Linked DNA regions of Ovis aries: region 1 is linked to region 2. The links are chromatin contacts, called in public Hi-C maps. All regions are on one chromosome and are shown on one strand. Each heading gives the region's core, a stretch centred on a gene start, on an enhancer-like site or on the middle of the called end of the contact. The rest is flanking DNA. Distances are from core to core; before and after follow the strand shown.

Region 1 (3,923 bases), core at 246-2,745, 33 kb before region 2:
TCAGCAGGGGGCTCAGGCCTGAGCTGGAGCCAACCGGAGAGAGCAGGGAGGGGCAGGGGCGGTGCCACGTTCCAGCCGGGCTGCAAGGGCAGGGCTGCTGACTGCACAGCAGGCAGGGCCCAGGGATCCTTGGGAAGGGCTCAGTGGACGGGCAGGCGAGGGCCAGCGTGCTGTGCTGGAGACAAGCGTGTGCAAAGTGCAGGCTGCCGGGGCAGCAGGAGAACATTCGCTGCGGGGGAGGGGGGTCTCAATCCAGAGCGCGGGTGGGGTTTGAGGTCTTGGTTTCCCGGAGGAGGCCGCCAGCAGGTCCCCCGGGACGCAGAGGAGTGACAGCTGAAGCACTAAGCAGTCAGAGGGCCGTGGTGGCAGGATTCGGGGGGTGAACTGCCCCGCCAAGGACAAGGGGGCAATGGAGCGAGGCCCTGCCAGGGCTGAGCCAGCGCTCCTGGAGTGAACGGGGACACAGGACAAGAGGCCCCTCGGCCACCAGCCTCCCTGCATGTGCAGGAACTACTGAATGTCCTCGCCGAGGGCCCAGGTGGGTCTCAGAGGGGCAGTGCCCACCATGGGTCTCTGCCCACCTGTTTCACGGGCCCATGTGTCCTGCTCCCTAGTGGTTCAGAGGAGAATATTCACAGTGGTGCCCGGGGCCCTTGCGGGCCATGAGCGTCCCAGCATAAATGGGAGGTCAGTGGAATGATGCTTTGGGGCTGGAGTGCATGGAGGAGGCACAGATGAGAGGCAGCACGGATGGTGATCCGAAGGGGAAGGTCCCTTGTGGAATGACGCGGGTCTGGACGTCCGTGAAGGCAGGGCCCTTCTCCAGCCGGGGCACCTGCTCCTCAATGGCTTTCAATCACAACTGGCTCGTAGACCCCAGAGGAGACCCTGTGGGGAGAAACAGGTCAGCTTGTCCTCCCTGATGGTCCTCTGGGCCAGCCCTGGGAGGTACTTCGCAAGCACTGTTAACTGGCCCCATTTTGCAGAGAGAAACTGAGTCTCAGAGAAGTTGAGTCACCTGCCCAGGGTAACACAGATGTTATGTACCTGAGCCTGTGGGATCACAGAGCTTGCACAGACCATGCCCAAGCCCCCCTGGGTACCAGCAGCTCACATGCTGGGGTGTGCTGTGCCCATCCTCACAGCAATTCAGGCAGAGAGGATCTGCAGCCAGCCCCACTTGACAGATAAAGAAACTGAAGTTCAGAGAGAGTACAGGGCTTGCCAAAAGTGCAGCAGAAGGTCGGGAAGCTTGATCAGCTCTTCTCCCAGCCAAGGCCAGGCCCACCGGAAGGGCTGTAGTCATTCGGGGCGCAGTATACAGCTCTGCAGTAACCTTGCTCAATCTCAGTTTCCTCATCCTCAGAGGGGGCTGGAGAGGGGTGTCACAAAGCCCCAAGAAGTGCCCTCTGTTTTCTTTTTGCCCACCCCACTAAGGGCAGCCTAGGCCACACAAAGATGGCAGTTGCAATTTTGAGCCTCCGCCAGCAGAGGTCAGCAGAGCAACACCAGAGGGCAGGTCTGAGGCCCCAGTGTGACCCAGCTAAGCCTCCTACTGCTCTGGCCCTAGATGTTAAATGGGCACTTTCCCATCTGGCCCACAAGAACCAGGAGTAAAGGCTTCAGCACAGCCCTGCAGGTGGTAAGCTCCTCCACTCATTCATTCAGTGAGCCAGGCACACACAGACCAGCATGCTGTAAATGAATGATTTAGAGGATACTCTATATACTGGCAGAGTTCAAGCCACAAGTTTGATCCTCACATCTGCTTGCCTCTGAACATCATGAAGCAAAAATCTATGTTGCTCACTGCCGTATCCCCAGCACCTAGCTCAGAATCATGGAACGTAGCTGGTGCACAGTAACTATTCATTTAATAGATACATGAGTCATCATCATCATTTTTTAGGAGCTCCCAGGCCCAGGAGGAAGGGAAAGAAAAGTAGAATCCAAAATAAAGATGTATGAAGCCCCTGCTGTGTGGCAAGCCCTGTGTCAGGCATTTTCCAAGGTTCCTCGGAACCCTCCCAAACCAAACCTGGGGCGTTTGTCCCAGGTTTCTGGGTGAGGTGGTGTGATCCACAGCATTTGACAGATGGAGCAACTGCGGCTCAGACAGACATGACTGGCCTGAAGTCACATGGACAAGAGCTGGCATTCAAAGCTAGGTCAATGGGCTGCAAAAGCCACACGCTCTCACCACGGGGGCCCAGAGCCACACTCGTCACCTGCCCAGAACCTTCCCCCACCTACCTGTTGGCCAGCTGGATACCACTCAGGGTGGTGGTGCCATCACGGCTCACGAACAGCCGGAGGTTGCTGTCTGTGGGGACACAGGGGAAGATAGAAGCTGAATGGGGCAGCGAAGCCAGAGAGCCCCCAGGCACTGTCCCCGTCAGTGCTGGCTGCTCACCCTGGGCACCAACCCCCGCACCCCGCCTGCGCTGGCGGCTCACCCTCGGTATTGCTCCCTTCCGTGAAGTCCTGGCTCTGCATGATCTTCTCTACGATGTCATCAGCATCAATGCGCGTGTCATCCACCCAGGTCGGGTGGCTCTCCACCGAGTCCTTCTTCCTCCTGGGGTGGGGCGAGAGTCAGAACAGTCACACGACCACAGGACCCAGTCCCCGTCTACTGCACTCAGGACCCTCCGAGTGCACATGGAAGACGGTCTAGAGTGTGTTCACTGAACCGTCACATCAACCCTACAGTACGGATGCTGCTGCAACCTGATTTTAGAGAGGAGGCCGCGGAGGCCCTGGGGAGTTAAGTGCCAGCTTCCAAGAGGCCACAGAGCATGGAAGCAGGCTGGCCCCAGGGTATGCCAGACCACCCGCAGCATCCGCCCACTGGGCACGCGCGCCAGGCCGGGTGCAGCCAGCGTGGAGCATCAGCTGGTTTGACGGCCATGCACCCCACGATGACAGGGCCCACTTGTCCCTGTGTTACAAGTGGAGGAGCAGAGGTTCCGGGAGCCACCGGAGGGCTCTGCTCTCTAGCAGCACTTGCGGTGAGACCTACCGGAATGAGCGGTCTGACAGATGCGGAGGCCGAGGCGGCCGTGGTGGTTTCTCAGGGGGCCGGTGCTCGCGCTCGCTGCCTTCAGGCCCCTCCACGGCCATGCTGAGGCCGCCCGAGGTGCTGCTGCTGGTGGACGTGTTCCGGCGGTGTGTCAGGTCTGAGAGGCTCGAGGAGCGCGACTGCTCTGTGCTGTAGCCTGCTGGGTGGTGGGGGTGCAGGTCATGATGGGGGCGGCCGGGGAGGCTGGGAGGCCAAGGGCTTGGGGGGGCAGGCAGGCGCTCACCCGAGATCTTGGACTGCTGGCTGGCATAGCTGGAGTTGCGGGAGTGCCCAGAGTGGAACACCTCCTCGGGGCTGGACAGGTTCTGGTCGGGCTCCTCCGGCACCCCTGGAAGCAGGGAGGGGCAGGGGTGACCAGCATGCTCGCTTCTCACAAGTCCTCTCACTGAATGTGGCGGGGTGGGCGGGGGGGGGGGGGGCACACTATGTATTTCCACTTTAGAGATGGAAAAACTCTTAAGAGATGATTCAGGGGGGCAGCAACCTGTCCTGAGCTACAGGCCAGCACTCGAGCCCAGGGTCATTCCTTCACTCCACAAATATCTGGGGGGTGCTCTACTGGGTTGCTAGGAGACAGGGTGTCACAGACACCCAGTGGTGGGAAGGAAGAACACAGGACAAAAAGGACTCACAATTAACCATAACTGGCAAATGGCCCACAGCAGGGAGCGTATGGGGGGTGGTTGGGTCTGAAATCAGGGAAGGCTTCTCTGAGGAGGTGGCCTTAATGAGAGACCATCAGGATGTTTGGCAGGGAGCAGGCTAGGTAAGGCATCAGAGAAAAGGCCTTCTAGACCCAGGGACCAGCATCAGCAAAGGCCCTGAGGCTTCAGTGAGCTGG
Region 2 (3,596 bases), core at 973-3,472:
ACATTGGACCACCAGATTCATCCAATAGGTCTCCAAACAGGCCGAGTTTAGTCGACAACTGCCTCCTGTGGGGTCCCTGGCAGACAACTTACTTCCTCTTTTTGGGGCCTCAGTTTCTCCACCTCAAACAGGCAACCCCATCTCACAACTATGGGGCAGCCCCAGCTAACTGGGCTCACAAGGAGGCCTGAGGAGCCAAGGGGCACTCCAGCAAGGGGGCAGCCCAGCCAATGAATCACAGGCCCTGGGTCAGGCCCTGGACCGCGTTCTCTCTCTCTCTGCTGAAACTTCTCCACAACTGGGACTGAGAGACCAGTACTGGGCCCAGAAAGTGGCCGAGCTGAGACTCCAACTCCCATCTGTCACACTCCAGGATGATGTGACCCAGGGAGGGGGGCGGTGCTGGGCAGTGGGCACAGCTTGGGAACTCCGGCCGCTCTCAGCAATGAGCTGGGCGGCTGGGACTGCAGGATGGGGAAGAACACAAAACTAAACTTGACCGAGCCTCTTTCTTTCAGCGAGGGCAGCAGCCTCCGTGACAAGGGCATTTGCAATGCAAAGCAGTCCAGCTCCAGCCAGAAGAGGACGGTCACTCGGAGGGGGCTGGGCGGGTCAAAATCCAGCCCCCACCCTCCAGCCAGACCCGGAGTGCCCAGGGGCTGGACCTTCCCGGGCGTCAGGGAGTGCCAGGGAACCTGTGGCTGGCAAGGGCCTGAGCGGCCAGCTGGGTGCAAGATGCCCTGAAATACTCTCCCCTTCTCAGCCCTTCAAGGCCAAACTCTGCTGGGCTCTGCCTGCAAGTCTGCAGAATGGGCCTACTGTGGGCTGTGTGTGTTCAAGGCCTCGAGAAGGGGCTGAAAGAACAGACACCCGCCCCAGGTATCCATCTGGTCACCAGCAGGTGGGTGCCCCGCACCCTGCCAGCTTCCCTCAGGCCCAGACCTCCCAGATCACTCAGTCCTGCCTTGTGCAAACCTGCCCCAGACACGCATAATCTCCAGGACTCCTCTGGGACCCAAGGGGCACTTCCACACCTGCCAAGTGGCTAGAATTCGCTCCTCAAACCCCGCTCTGCACACATCTTTGCGCCCACCCCGCACCCAAGCAAGACTGCTCGAGCTCCTACCTTGACGACAAGCTGACAAAGTCCCCACCATCCAGCAGCCGGACCTTGCAGAAGAGAACCCCATTCACGAAGGGGACTGCAGTCAGCTCCTCCAGGGTGAAAGTGGTTTGGAATTTGAATTTCTTCTTCTTCATCAAGAAAGCCATGAGCGAGTTCCCTGAGTCTGAAGCCCCGAAGGCCAAAAAAAAAAAAAAAAAAGCGGGGGGAGCCAGAAATCCCCAGGATTCTTTTTCCTACCACCACACCCCCTCCTCAAAACACCAGAGCCGGATCCCGCCCAGATGGTGGCTGAGGCAGCAGAGCGGATGGGGAGCTGAGTCCGGAAGCCCCAGGTCAGAACGACCAGTCCAGTTCGCAGGCCGGTAGCCTTCACCCTCACGGAGCTGGGGCTTGGACGGGTTCCGAGTGGCCGGGGGCTTCACCGGCCATGTAAATATTGGGGCATGGTCCAGGAGTCAAGGGCAGGGGTGGCGGGCGGCGCGCGAGCGGCCGTGCCGGCGGACAGCATCCCGAGAGCCGCGGTCCCCGGAGAGCTCACGCCGCGCGACCAGGCGCGGCGGGCGGACCGGTGAGACTGAAGGCGACGGACGGCCCGGTTGAGGGCCGAGGGCGGCCCCGCCCCCGCCCCGCTGGCGGCCGGGGGTGGCGCCCACGCCGCGCCCACGCCCCCGCACCTGGGTGCCAGGCAGCGGCGCAGGTGAGTCCGGGGAGGCCGAGGGCACCCCCAGGGGGCGGTCGAGAGCGCTGCCTGGGGCGGGGGGGGCCCCCCTCTCTCCGGGAGGTGCTTTGGGGAGCTCCGGGCCGGGAACGTCCGGCCACGGCCCCCTCCCGGCGGGCAGCCGGCCGGGCTCCAGGCAGCAGGGGCGCCGCCTCCTCTTTGGTCCTGGGTCCCGCGCCGCGGTCCCTGGCGGAGCTGAAGCGCCCTTCCGGCCGGCCGGTGGCGCCCGCCTCACCCGCCGCCTCTGGCCCGCACCCCGCGAACAGCAACGCTGCCGCCCGCGCTCCCGACGCCGCCTCCAGAGCCCGACGCTGCGCGGGGCCGCTGGGAGAACGCCGAGACCCCCGCGCGGCCGCCCGCGGAGCCTCCGCCGAGCGCGGGAGGGGCGGGGCGCCGGCGGCTCAGCCCGCCCACGATTGGGCCGCCCGGTGGGGCGGCTGCGGGGCGTGATTGGCGGATGGCGGCGTAGGGCGGGACTCGCGGGAGGCCGAGGCACATCGTGGCGCTCGGATTGGTCCGTCGGCCATCTGGGCCCGCCTCCTCGATCAGGACGGAGCGGAGGGACTAGGAGAGGGGCCCTGAGAAGGCGGTGGGAGGTCGCGGGGCGGGATGCTGGGACAGGCATGCAAGCTAGGAGGAGGGCGTGAGCAAATAAAAAAGGAGAAACAATGAAGAGAAATAAAATGAGCCCCAGGACTGAAGTGGCCCTCCAGTGTCCTCCCAGACTTGAATTCGTTGACCACTAGATTAGGCCCGGAAGGTAGAGTCTCATTTTTCAGAAAACACACCCAGAGAGGTGGCCGGAACTAGACCATGAGCAGCTCTTTGGCTTCACATCCCTGGTTCTCAGCACCGAGGAGGGAAGTGCCTGCAAAGCCTTCGCCAAGGGGGTGAATTGAAGCAGTTCATCACGCAACCGGTGATAGAACCAGCTTCTCCCGTCCCAAGCTACTATCTAAGCATTTTGTTGTTGCTTAGCATCTTACCCAGTATAGCTGATCTCCCAGACTGCATTAACTGCCCTGGACGCAGAGACCACTTCGGGAGCTTTTTAGGTTCCAGGCCTTCCACACTGCAGTTCATTGATTCAGTCCCCAAATGTTCAGGGGCAATCTGCTGTGTGCCAGGCTGGCATTTAGGAGTGAGCCTGGTGGACCCGCCATCTCCAACCTTCCCAAGCTCAAGATCAGATGGAGAAGCAGACAGGGACCCAGGCAGAGACAAATCTGGTGAATAAGGACAGTGATCGGGGACATAGAGGGAACTGGGGAAGCTCAGTGCTGGCAGGAATGGAGAGGAAGGGGACTCAGAGAGAAGGCCTCACAAAGTTATCCTAGCCACTGGCAGGATGCATTCCCTGAGCCAGGCAGGGCCCGGGCAGATGGAGCTTCAAGAGGCCTGGCAGCCAGAGAGTGCAGTGCCTGCAGAAAGCTGTGGGTACCTGCATGCTGCTCCACTGTGGCTCTTTGAGGGAGGCAGGGGACAAGAGGTGGGGCGGGAAGGCCTGTAGAGGCTGGATCTAGCAGAGTCTTGTAGACCAGAGTAAGGAGGGGAGCCACACACACGTTTTAAGTGACCCAGACAGATTTGCTTTTTGTTGCAAGACGTTTGCTCTGATTATAGAGAGTGTGGAAAAGAGATGATGGGAAACAGGGATGAGGGGCTTGTTGTGGCGATCCAGGCAAGAGGTGATGACAATGAACCACAGCACTGAGGGAAAACCGGGGTCTGAGAGGCATTCAAGAGACAGAG

The links. A called contact is a pair of places that touch in the nucleus more often than the background predicts.
Region 1: a Hi-C map of hypothalamus shows a contact between it and region 2, with 4 times the contacts expected there. The contact joins the enhancer-like site here to the promoter of EEIG1 in region 2. A contact is called at or near these places in 4 of 16 Hi-C or Micro-C datasets (blood, hypothalamus, muscle and 1 more).

Annotation. Positions count from the first base shown.
Region 1 is chr3:8,275,448-8,279,370 of ARS-UI_Ramb_v3.0, reverse strand. EEIG1 (estrogen-induced osteoclastogenesis regulator 1) reads right to left here. Exons shown (of 11, transcript XM_027966400.2): 7 at 3,306-3,410; 8 at 3,023-3,221; 9 at 2,457-2,578; 10 at 2,254-2,323; 11 at 1-888. The coding sequence ends at 843. Among named protein-coding and RNA genes, the nearest start is that of DPM2, 7.3 kb to the left of the region's middle. Within about 2 kb of position 1,495, at least 12 of the 54 cell types and tissues checked have an H3K27ac peak or open chromatin away from gene starts, as enhancers often do. A contact at or near this core is called in hypothalamus, where this site is marked.
Region 2 is chr3:8,243,693-8,247,288 of ARS-UI_Ramb_v3.0, reverse strand. EEIG1 (estrogen-induced osteoclastogenesis regulator 1) reads right to left here and starts at 2,222. Exons shown (of 11, transcript XM_027966400.2): 1 at 1,127-2,222. The coding sequence starts at 1,272. It overlaps LOC132659551 (a long non-coding RNA gene), which reads left to right and starts at 2,392. Exons shown (of 2, transcript XR_009600096.1): 1 at 2,392-3,596.